2 separate regions of the Mus musculus genome follow, and region 1 is linked to region 2. The links are chromatin contacts, called in public HiChIP or PLAC-seq maps. All regions are on one chromosome and are shown on one strand. Each heading gives the region's core, a stretch centred on a gene start, on an enhancer-like site or on the middle of the called end of the contact. The rest is flanking DNA. Distances are from core to core; before and after follow the strand shown.

Evidence for each region. HiChIP or PLAC-seq counts read pairs in DNA pulled down with a chosen protein or histone mark.
Region 1: an H3K27ac HiChIP or PLAC-seq map of the HPC-7 cell line shows a contact between it and region 2, with 8 times the contacts expected there. The contact joins the enhancer-like site here to the promoter of Slc35d3 in region 2. A contact is called at or near these places in 1 of 39 promoter capture datasets (3T3-L1-derived adipocytes), 1 of 484 Hi-C or Micro-C datasets (the HPC-7 cell line), 7 of 115 datasets of contacts at active chromatin or transcription factors (CD8 T cells, the HPC-7 cell line, craniofacial prominence and 1 more) and 3 of 9 other capture datasets (embryonic stem cells, liver and pancreatic islet).

What each region holds. Positions count from the first base shown.
Region 1 is chr10:19,812,891-19,818,685 of GRCm38.p6, reverse strand. No RefSeq gene overlaps it. Among named protein-coding and RNA genes, the nearest start is that of Gm25256, 33 kb to the right of the region's middle. Within about 2 kb of position 3,090, at least 43 of the 459 cell types and tissues checked have an H3K27ac peak or open chromatin away from gene starts, as enhancers often do. A contact at or near this core is called in the HPC-7 cell line, where this site is marked.
Region 2 is chr10:19,849,967-19,855,777 of GRCm38.p6, reverse strand. It overlaps Slc35d3 (solute carrier family 35, member D3), which reads left to right and starts at 4,319. Exons shown (of 2, transcript NM_029529.3): 1 at 4,319-5,194. The coding sequence starts at 4,756.

The DNA.
Region 1 (5,795 bases), core at 1,841-4,340, 36 kb after region 2:
TTGATCCCACCCACCGTCCTCACCTGTTCCCCGGAGCAAGCCACCTTCTTCCCTCACCCTGCAAGTTATTCCTGTGCCCCTAGCATTGCTACATGAACTAGGAAATGAGAAAATACTAGGAAGGAGGAGAAGAGGGAAAAAAAGTGGGAAAAGAAAATGTTCGCCCCTCCCCCCACTCCCCGCTGGCCTGGAATTTTCATTTTTCAGTAGGCGGGCCACATTAGCTTTCCAGAGCCAAAGCAGTGAGATGCCACCATAGCGACAATGTCATCAAAATGCCCAAATTAAGGCTGCTATATCAAAGGATCACTTTGAACTTCTTTTTTAAAAAATATTATTAAATTCATTTATTTATCCCCATTACAACCCTTCCTCTTCTCCCAGCACTCTCTCATGCAAAGCTTCCCCCTTCTCTCTTTCCCCTTCCCCTTCTCTCTTCTGAGAAGGAGAAGCCCCCCTCTGGGTGTCACCCCACACACATCAAGTCGCTGCAGGACTAATCGCACCCTCTTTCACTGAGGTCAGACATGGCTGTCCATTAGGAGTGCGGGATCCACAGCCAGGCAGCACCTGCTGCAGTTGTTTGGGGGAACATCGAATGTGCAGGGGCTTAGGTTGAGACCTATGCTCACTCTTTGGTTGGTGATTCAGTCTCTGGGAGCCTCCAAGGGTCCAGGTAGTTGACTCTGTGGAGTCCCTGTACTCTTCCGGTCCCTAAATCTTCTCCCAGCTCTTCTGTAAGATTCCCCGAGAGTCTGCATCTCATTCCATTGGCTTCTGGGTGGGGGCCTCTCAGAAGACAGTTATGCTAGGTTTCTTTCTGCAAGCATAACGAAACATCATTAATGGTTCTTGCCCGTGGTATGGGTCTCAGTTTGGGGCAGTTTTTAGTTGGTTATTCCCTCAGTTTCTGGTCTATTTTTGTCCCAGCACGTCCTGTAAGGCAGGACCGACCTTGAACTTCTTATCTTTCTCTACTCCCAGAATGCTTATATTAACGACGTACGCCACAACAGTTTGGTTAAGAGTCTTGGTTTTCAGAGAAATTGACTGCTGTAGAGCCAGATGGCGTGGCTCAGTTCTGTTTGCTCAGTTGTAATGCTGGGATGCAGGAGCGTCTTTCAATTGCTCCGTGGGTCCACACCACGTTTGTGAATCGTTCATCAGTTTGCTTTTCCCTATCTTCAAACTTACAATAAAATTACGATTCTGAAAGTCGAGGTCCTTCAACAGTAATATCTTTATATTCTTTCCTTACAACATATTTCTTCCTTTACTCATGGCAGCTGTTTCTAACACATTGGTGTTGGTTGTGTGGAACGCTTAGTTTTAAAAATGACTTTTTAGAAGGACTAGAAGCCAAGAAAGTGAATGAATTCACTCTCTGGGAGTTGATGGCTCGTCTATAAGTAGACAGATATGTGAATTTTAAGGTGGCAAAACTCCTCACCATTAAAAGTTAATGAAAACATTTCAATTCAGACAAAAGGTTAATGTTAGTATATAGGAAAGACATTACAGTCAACAAGGAAAATTCTAATACTCCATTAGACATCAGGGAAAATCTATTTTCAAAAAGAAATCAAATTATAAATGGGAGCTAATTAATAAAGAAATGTTCATAGAGTAATATGTGTATATACTTTTAAAAAAGCTTTCATTTCTCAAAATGACAAAACCATTTTGAGTGTTGGGAAAGGTCCGGAAGAATCAGAAGTTCACGCTGACTGGAGGTTCCTGGAGCGCGTTAGGATCAGCCTCTAGACCAGTGGTTCTCAACCATCCTAATACTATGACCCTTTAATACAGTTTCTCTTGTGGTGACCCAACCTTAGAACTGTGATTTTGCTACTGTTGTGAATCGTAATGTAATCATCTGGTGTGCAGGATATCCGATATGCAACCCCTTTGACCTCCAAAGGGTTCGAGACCCATAGGTTGAGAAGCAGTGCATTAGAGTATTAAAGAAGGAAGAGGGTTTTTGCCTTGAAAGGGGTGATCCCCAAAAATTATAGTCATAATATCCCTGTGTTTGTAAGGATAATGGTAACAGTTGTTTATAATAGTAAGAAACTGAAAAAAAAATTAAGCCAGGAGGTTGGTTAAATCTATAAACTCAACAGTTGAGAAATGTATTTATTTGTAAATATTCTTACATTTATGTGAATGGGTATTGATAGAATACTACTAAGATTATTAAACATAATTATGTACATGCATATTAAATACATGAAAGATTTACATATATATTCAACATTCTTTTTTTCCCAATGCTGGGGACTGAACTCAGGGATGCTAGCCATGTGCTGTACTCTCGAACTACGGCCCAGCTCTGTGTTATATTTTTAAGTGAGAAAGGCTGGCAAAATTTGGGGAAGAAACATAGCATAGTGTCTTAGTGCATGAAGTCAGACTGATTGATGGCGTCTACTCCCTTTCTCATTGTAAGACGTCTTAAAAGTTGCTGGGTTCTGAGTAAGTTGCTTGGTATATGAGTGAAGACAAGAAATGCAGAATGCGGAGGGTGAAGCTGGGGTCAAATGTACGTTAGCTCTGGGCTCAGAGCCTAAAGTCTTAGCCAGTGCCCTAAGCAAACTGAGGGGAAATGGATCGATATGGAACAAGATATGGGATCATCTTGGCTGTAAGTACTTTTAAAAGAGGGGTGTCACTGCTTGCAGCCTTTGAATTGCCAGCATTTAGCTCCATATCTGGTATCTGATAGATATAAGCAGACAACACAAAGGTCTGATACAGGAGGAGACATTCTTAACAACAGAGCTGTGGGCTCAATACTCAGATTCATAGTTAAATAGAATGAAAAAGAAAGGAAAGGCAGACAAGGATAGGCCAGACTAGAGATGATGGGCAGGTGCTGGCAGAGATGTGGAAAATGATGCACAAGGAGCTCTGGTCCTCAGATGCGAGAGTTCTTCTCTTGAAGGCTGCTCCAACTATTTATTAGTGGCCCCTAGGTCTCTAATTAGAGTCCTGCCTGTCCTTCTGTTTCCTAAAGGGTTGGAGACGTGTCCTGAGGGCTTGTCACCAGAGGCCTTTTGCCCTTCTAATCAGCCAGATGGCAGCTGCAGGAAGTGGCCTGCAAAGTGACAGTCACAAGGTAGTGTTGACAGCTGAGGCCTCAGTTGAGCCAGGGCTGAGGGGCCGTGAGGAAGCTTCTGTCTGAGCTTCTCGTCCTAACGTGAGCTTTGCTTGACGGGGGTTTCCTGTATGATCTGGGAACAACCAGACAAGGCAACCACTTCACAGAATTAACGGAACGCTGCCCTCAAAAGAGAACCAGATAAAAATGTCCCCGTGGGAATGTCCATCATTTATCATTGCTCTTAAGAATCTTAAAATCCACCTACTTTGACAGTGGCCTGGAGTATGTGCGGTGGTTGTGTCTGTGTATTTATTTTCAGGAAATATTTTATAAGAAGAAAATAGACTTTGGGGTTTTTGGAACTCTCTGTGAATTCCTAGATCTTTTTTTGGGGGGTGGGGTGGGGAGGGAAATGTATCTATCACCAGGGACTACTCTTGTCATTAGTCCTAAACATTGTTGCTCCCTTAGCAAGGCCAGTATACTGCTTCTGATGTGTCAGTGGAAAGGGGGCAGTTTAATAAAAATACCACTGAGCCCTTTGAAAAGATGGCAAACAGAGAGCCCTGCCTACGTGGACTCAGGCTACAGACCTCACCAGGCACCTGCTCTTAGAACTGGGACAACGTCCAATCCTATAATTGCTGAAAGATGTACACCTGCCACTTAATTTCCTTGGTGCCCGCAGTGAATTATACCTAAAGCTAGACAGCAAAGATGCCTGTCCACTCTGCTTTCTTTGTTTGCCCACCCAGCTACCCTCTTATCTATCTCAAAGACAGTGTGATTATTTGAAACTGAACTTAACAGGCTGCTGCTGTTGTACAAATTTTCTCTCACTGGGAACTGAGATGGGTCTAAATAGATCGCAGCTTCCTACCAAATAACATTATAATTGGCAGCTCAGATCAGTTCAAACTTGCAGGAAATTCACAAAGAGGACATAAAATATTTGCCAGACAAATTCGAATACCCACCCCTACCCCCAATCCACGTGTCACCTCCAAACTGTGAGGATGTTCCAAGACAGGGAATCTGAAGGATAGAAGGGACTTTAGTAAACTCTTTCTTTCATAAGTGAGGAGATAAAGATTTTTAGGAGAAGAAGGTAGTTACTGTTACCCACGTAACTCAGAAAAGTTAAGGCGGCAGTCTCTTCTTCCCCTCACATCTGTGCTTCCTTCCTGATCCCCAGGGGGGAAAAACATAACTCTCTCTCCCTTACTCTTCTTCCTTCCCTCTCTTCCTTCCCCCTCATCTGCCTGCGTGCCTGTCTGTCTGTCTGCCTGTCTACTAGCACATTCCAAATAGGGACAAAGGAAACTAATTATCCATCCCTCCACCACCAAGGTTTGGAACTGAGCCTCCTGAAATGTGCAAGCAGCAGCCAGGCTCACCGGAGAGGGGGTACGCAAGTTCCTTATGAGCATGGTGCTCTCACAGGGAACTGAACTCCAATAGCTTAGTGATGATTGGAAGATTAAATGTCCTCTTACTAGAGAGATGTGGAAGATATAGGCAGTTGGACGAGGTATCTGGGGCCCATGATGACCCTTGGCAGACTTCAGTCTGTGATGAATTCTTCTGTGCTCTGGTGTGCTGTTCCCACCCAGCCCTCCTTATTACCACTTAGTCCACTGGAAGATCTGCCTAGAGGGGATCATTAGAGAAAGCTGGTCCGTACATTTGGGTGGGGGGAGAAGAAAGTAATGGGACTGTGGGGTGTGGGAGGACATCAGAGAGGCCTTAGTTGTGAGGCTGTTATCTTAATTCAAAGCTCTCTGCATGCTGATGTGTCAAACTTTGAATTATTGGCTCCTGAGCCTCAGTATTATCTGTCTTTCATATCATTCAAGCAAGGGACCAGAGTATACGTGTGCATATGGTGTAGAGAGACACAGCCAGAGTTAATTGTTTAAATTAATGGCTAGTAAAAGAAAATGTAATAAAAATAATAAATTTCAAAGTGGTATGCTTTATCAGGATATGGCAGAATATGATGGGAGCCATGTAGAAGCTTGCTATTCCTAATGATATGGCTCTCTGAGCTGGTAATTACATAGACTGTATGATTGGCCTGATCTATGCTTGTCATCCCCTCTTCCTCACTCTGGGCAGTATCTGTTGCTCAGGGGACATCCTATCTTCTTTCTTTGGAGCTAGTTGAACAGGGGTGAGGTGCATTGACCCTCAGAAGAAGGTGTGTACTCAGGCCAGGCACATAAGAGAGAGGTGGAGCCAGTGGCAGGCTAGTGGAACTCCACCAAGGTGCCTCAATCTTGGGGTAACTTTCTGGGGGGGAGATCAGGTCAGAAGCTCATTCTCCTAGGCACCCCAACAAAGCAGACCCATGCTGTGCCTTGTTTAAGCACATTAAATGTCTGCCCTTGTTTGTAGCCCTGCATGCACACATGGATGCAGACACTTCCCTCCTTCCTCCTTCTGTCCCCCAAGGATATTTTATTAATCCGAATTACACACAGCCTTTCTGCTTGGCATGCTGGACAGTGAGGGAGTTTGTTGAGAAGCTCTGACTCTAAGGTGCATGTTATGTGCGGTAGAACTTCTCAACATTGCTGCCTCTACCCCATTTTCACATGCCTGAAGGACCTGTTTGGATGCCCTCTCTGAAAATGTAACAATATAGATAGACTGTATATCTGTGTGCACACTATACGTACACTGAATGCGG
Region 2 (5,811 bases), core at 3,070-5,569:
AGGCCTGGACCTCATCCACCTGGGTGAATCTTGCCCTCCCCAGTGCTGAGATAACAAGTGTGTGCCATCATATCATATTTACATGGGTTCTGGGGACTAAACTCAGGTCTACATGATTGTGAGGCAAGCATTTCACTGACTGAGATATCGCCCCAGCCCCGGTATCCAGAATTTATAAAGAACTCTTAAAGATCAGTAGACAGGCTGGGGTGGTAGTCTTTCTCTTCCAGACATGTTTGGCTCCTAGCGCCGCTTTGAGACAACTGCCTGTAACTCCAGTCCTATGGGATACAGCACCTTTTTCTGACTTCTTCAAGCAACCAGATGGCACGGACACACGTGGCAGCAACACACACAGTTACACATAAATGAAGACAATCTTTTAAAAAAAATACTAGACAACACAAAAGTAGACAGGATACCAATGGAGAGTTCACAGAAGTCGCAAAGCAAATGTTTGCTATGTTTCAAAATGTTCTTCCTCGCTGATGGCAGAGAAATCCTAATTAAAGTGAGGTCGCCTCCCCTGGTTTCTGCATAATGCTTTGGCAAGCATTTACAGTACTGACACAATCTAGTGAATTAATCCAGTTAATTCGAGAGTGGAGAGCGTGGTTATACTTTGTCTTGGTAAGTGTGATCTAGCAGCAAATCATGGTCAGTTCTTCCACAACCCAGCAGTTACACTCCCAGGATTCTTAGTAGCTCAGTGGGAAAATGCCTGCCTCCCTCGGATTTGTGAGACCCTGAGTTAAGTTCCCAGTACAGGAAAGAAGAGGAGGGAATTTCTCCAGTCATTTAAGAAAAGAGTGACTGCGGGCTGCAGTTGCAGTTCAGTTGTGAAGTACTTACTAGCACCCATGAGAATATGGATCCAGGTAAAAAGTTGCATATGGTAGGCCATGCTTGTAATCTGACCCCTGGACAGGCAGAGAAAGGAGGCTTAATTGGCCTATCATCCTAGCCTAATTAATCTTCAAGCCCAGGTGCCAGAGAGAGACCCTGTATCAGAAACTGCAATAGAGGCTAAGGTCTCAGCACCCACATCAGGAGCTCACAACTTGCTAAAATTCCATCTTCAGCAGACCCCACACCTTCCCTCTTCTGGACTCCATAGACTGGTATGCACACACATACTGACATATGTACACATGTTAAGATTGTTAAAGATTAACCTTCAGTGTGTCTGCTTACAACATAAACTCATATTCTGACATGCGAAAATATGGTGCTGTTAGGGTATGTATTTGAGAGCCACATGCATTGTCTTGCTATATTGCAATTCCAGTAGTCAGGAATCAGAAATGGCTTGGCTGATTTGTTCAGCCTTAGGTTTCCTCATGACATTTGGATGAGCTGTCACATGTGGTCTCTATTACCGTGTGGACTCCCCATAGACCATGTGATGTGTCCATATGAGAGGGAGGGCATTAGACCTTCCTAGAAGTGCTAAAGAGAAAAGCCAAGACTGAAGCTTCCAGAGTGACATGCTTGTTTCTGCTATGTTGCATTGGTCACCAAGACTAACTTCAGTCCAGTGAAGAAGTCAGTAAGGATGTGAATAAGGAAACGGGAGCTCACTGGGAATGGGACTACCTTGAAAGTTAATTACCACAAAGTGTTTTAAAAACAAGCTTCATGAGCATCCAAATAAACGATCTCCCAATTTTCCTTTATAAAAAGGGTTTGTATATGAGTACGTGTGTAAAAGACTGAAGGACAGCCAGCTATGAGCAGTGTGTGATGTGGAAGCTGGTGAACACTGAGGACAGCCTTTGCTTGTTATTTATAGTTTGTTTTCTTTATATGTTCTACAACAAATGAGCATGTGCCACATTTACAATTAAAAAGGATAAAGTACGTTTAATTAGAACCATACTTCTTTCTCCTGAAAGCCATCTCTGCTCCTTGTCAAGCTGATGTAATTTCCTTCCTGGATGTTCTTTCTCTTGCTGCTCTTGTCTCTTCCTGGTGCTCCCTCACCCCCCCCCCCCATGGGTGCTTCCCCAGAGGCCAGCTGAGAGTAGTCATTCTTGAATCCTCCCCCAACTGACTACCTAGCATAAAATAGTTGCTCAGTACATTTGTTGAGTGAGTGAACTGAAAGATTGATTTTATGCCACTAATATTTATTGAGTAGCTATAAAGATAAAGAACGTGTGTCTAGACCTTTGGTAACTTGATTCCAATTGGTCAGATGGCTTTGTGACCTCAGATCTTCCTAAATATACTATGATATTTATCTTTTTCTTGACTTTCTTTAGGAACTTACCTAGTAACAACTTTTGTTAGAGATGGGTTAATTTGTTAGGTCCTACTAGGGAACTATATATAATACAGCAGAGAAAATCTGCTGTTTCATACCTCGTAGATCAGAAATACTAAGCCAAGTAGTCTTGCCTAAATGAGAAGGGTAAGGTAGCTGAGTCAGCCCCCAATCTTCCAACTAATGTTAGTATCAAAAATGGAAGTAATTATAATTGCTGGCAGAAATGAATCATTCAGAGCTAGGGCTGTAGGGGCTCTTCTTTATAACATTCTCTTATAATAGGATGGCTTGCAGCAGCGGCCCAGTTAATTGGAGTGGTCAGGAGAAACGGGAATCTCCTATTGAAAATCTTAGTTAAAAAAAAAGTTCACGTTCAGTCTTGATCCCTGTATATTTTGAATATACTCTTAAACTATACTCATAATTTGTATGACTACCTCAGCCTTTCCTAAACCCTTGTCAACCAGAGTCTCTTAAATAGCTAGTAGTGTGTAACCACAGCTTACAGTAATAAAACTGAAGCGTTCCCAGGGGAACCAAAGCCCAAGAGCTACTGGGGAACCGGAAACTTTGAAGCACAGTGCAGCTAGGGGTTATTCCTGCAAAGTCAGCTTTGCGGGGACCCATACTTACCTGAGTGCACACCTGTCAGGGACACAGCAGGTGGCTGTGCTGGGCGCTAGCCTAAGCCTGCCTATGGCTGAGATGGTGTGCTTTCTCACGAGAGCACCCACAATACAAAAGCTGGCCCACATGAGAAACTGCAGTGAACCTGGTTCTAATTCCTGTTCCAATTTCTTCCTCCTGCTGAGCTTATAATCCGTTTCTACATCTGTACCCCACGGTTGGGTGCATCATAGAAGTGGAAAACCATAAAGATAAAAGATTTCGAGGAAATGTACCCATGTGCCCAGGCAAGGAGATGTGGTGTTTAAAGGTTTGAAATTCCAGTCGTTAAGAGATGAGACCCCAGTGACTGAAAGGGACGTGACACAGAGACCAGAGACCTCAAATCCTTAGCTTCTCAGCGGAAGCTTGGACATCACTATAAATTTTAAATAGCATGGGAAAAAAAAAAAAAAAAAAAAAAAAACGACTGTAGCTGGCAATTACAGAAGCCAAGCTAGTGGCTCTGCGCTGCTGAGTTTTCTGAGGGTCAGAACGTAACTTGCCTGCAAGTGAATTCAGATCAAAGCCTCACTGGGGTGGGGGTGGAAGGACCTGGAGCGAGTGGGGGTGGGGGTAGTCACAAAAGGTAAAGTAGGGAGGAACACATGCGCACTTTTCACAATGGGGCAGAGGAGTGCTCTCTGGCGAGGGAAAGTGGTACCCACACAATCCTACTATCTGAAGCCGGTTCCCTGGAATTCAAAAACCGTTCTCCGGAACACCTGGACAGGGTGGAGTGTCTATGGTTCATCCTTGCGTCACACACCCTCTGCTTTCTCCCTTTCGTCATTTCAGCAGTCCATCTATCTCTACCTGGCCTCTGGGCTCCTTCCCCTCACGCTCCTTCACTGCTAGTACTATCAGCTTGCCCTCGGTTAGTGTCTGCTTTTGCCTATTTTATATCTTTGCCTAAATTAAGTGTGTCCCTCCATTCCCACGACCCGATGCCCAGACGCCATTCTCCATAAGGAAAGCTCCTGCAGCGCCACGCAGGATCTCAGGACCTTTTCTGGGAGGGGCGCAGAACCCAAGCTCACAGCCTGGCACCAGAAAAGGCCAACTTCGGGGCTCCAAAGCACTCCCCAGCAGCTGGTTCTTTTAAGGCCCTGGGATCTAATGTCAGGGGGCCCGCCGCCCTCCAGCACCGACGTGTCTCATTTCCCGTGCAGCGCTGAGAGAGACCGTGGGTGGAAAATCCGCTGCAACTCGCGGGCCACCGGGCTGGGGGCGCCGTCACTTGTTGCGACCAATGAACGGTGCTCAGTGCTGGAGCGTTGTTTCTAATACCGTCTTTAGCTGTGCAGGGGATCCCCCAGCACGCACCCCGCTGCTCTGCCACTGTGGGAAGGGAGGAGGTGCCGCGCCCGGAGAGCCGACCCCGGTGGGCGCTGGATGCCCCAGGGAAGCAGGCTCCACCCGCCCCGCGGCAGCCGCCTCAGCAGGTCCAGTCCGCACTCCGCAGAGCATCCTTCTGACCCAGGAACCACACGGGACACAGCTCATCAGGGATCCTCACCTACTTCCAAGTCGCGGTCTCTAGGATTCCCGCCACTCCTCTCACACCCGTCCCCCACCCCTGCCACTTTTCGGAGTCCCCCGCCCCCGCCTCCCGGCATCTGCGGGGCAGTCGCACGCGGAGCTGCTGAGCCGGGAGGACGCCCGGCTGGAGCTGCCCTCCGCAGCCCAGCCCGCACTCCCTGCCCTTCGCTTCGTCCCGCCGCCCGGCCCGCGCCCCCGCTGCCCTCGCTCTGCGCCTCCCCGCCGACCTCCTGCGAGTCTCGAGCTCCGCCACGGCGGGGTACGGCGGGGCCGGCGCGATGCGGCAGCTGTGCCGGGGCCGCGTGCTGGGCATCTCGGTGGCGATCGCGCACGGGGTCTTTTCTGGCTCCCTCAACATCCTGCTCAAGTTCCTCATCAGCCGCTACCAGTTCTCCTTCCTGACCCTGGTGCAGTGCCTGACCAGCTCCACCGCCGCGCTGAGCCTGGAGCTGCTGCGGCGCCTGGGGCTCATTGCCGTGCCCCCCTTCGGCCTGAGCCTAGCTCGCTCCTTCGCTGGGGTTGCCGTGCTCTCCACGCTGCAGTCCAGTCTCACTCTCTGGTCGCTGCGCGGCCTCAGCCTGCCCATGTACGTAGTCTTCAAGCGCTGCCTGCCCCTAGTCACCATGCTCATCGGTGTGCTGGTGCTCAAGAACGGCGCGCCCTCGCCCGGAGTGCTAGCGGCCGTGCTCATCACCACCTGCGGCGCCGCCCTGGCAGGTGAGCGGGACCCGCGTCAACCCTGGTCCACCCAACCCACCCGGTAGAGACCGCTGGGACCACTCGGTGCAACGCCCTCACTGCCAGATGGGGATACTGAGGCAGGGAGCTTTGAGTGGTCCTTGGGATCACAAAAGGGACTTTTCTTCTGAGACCCAGCGCAGCCTCTCTCAGCCTTCAAGCCTCCTCCATCAGCCCTGCCCCCCAGGTGTCCAGGCTTCCGCCACCCCACCCCCACCCCTTTCCTCCCCCACCCGGGTCTTTCTTGTTCAGCCCCTTCCTCAGGAGGGATGGAGAGTCGCCAGCGCAGAGAACTGGAGTCCAGCCCTGCACTGAGCCGGAAGGAAGGGGGCCGGGAACTTCCTCGGATCACGCGGGGTTGGGGAGCTGGAGAGACGGGAGTGAAGCCTGAGCAACCTGGGCTCAGTACCCGGGCCCTAGGCAAAAGGAACCGCCCCGGGGCTCAAGGGCAGGAGGGGCGGGGAGGACCCCCGGGGAATCCAGCTGCGGGCAGAGGGGAAACACTCTTTCCGGGGCCGTGCCCGCACTCGGTTGAGGCCGCTAGCTGGGGTTCCCTGTCCCTTCCGGTGCCCACGGGGCGGGAACCACCCTCCCAG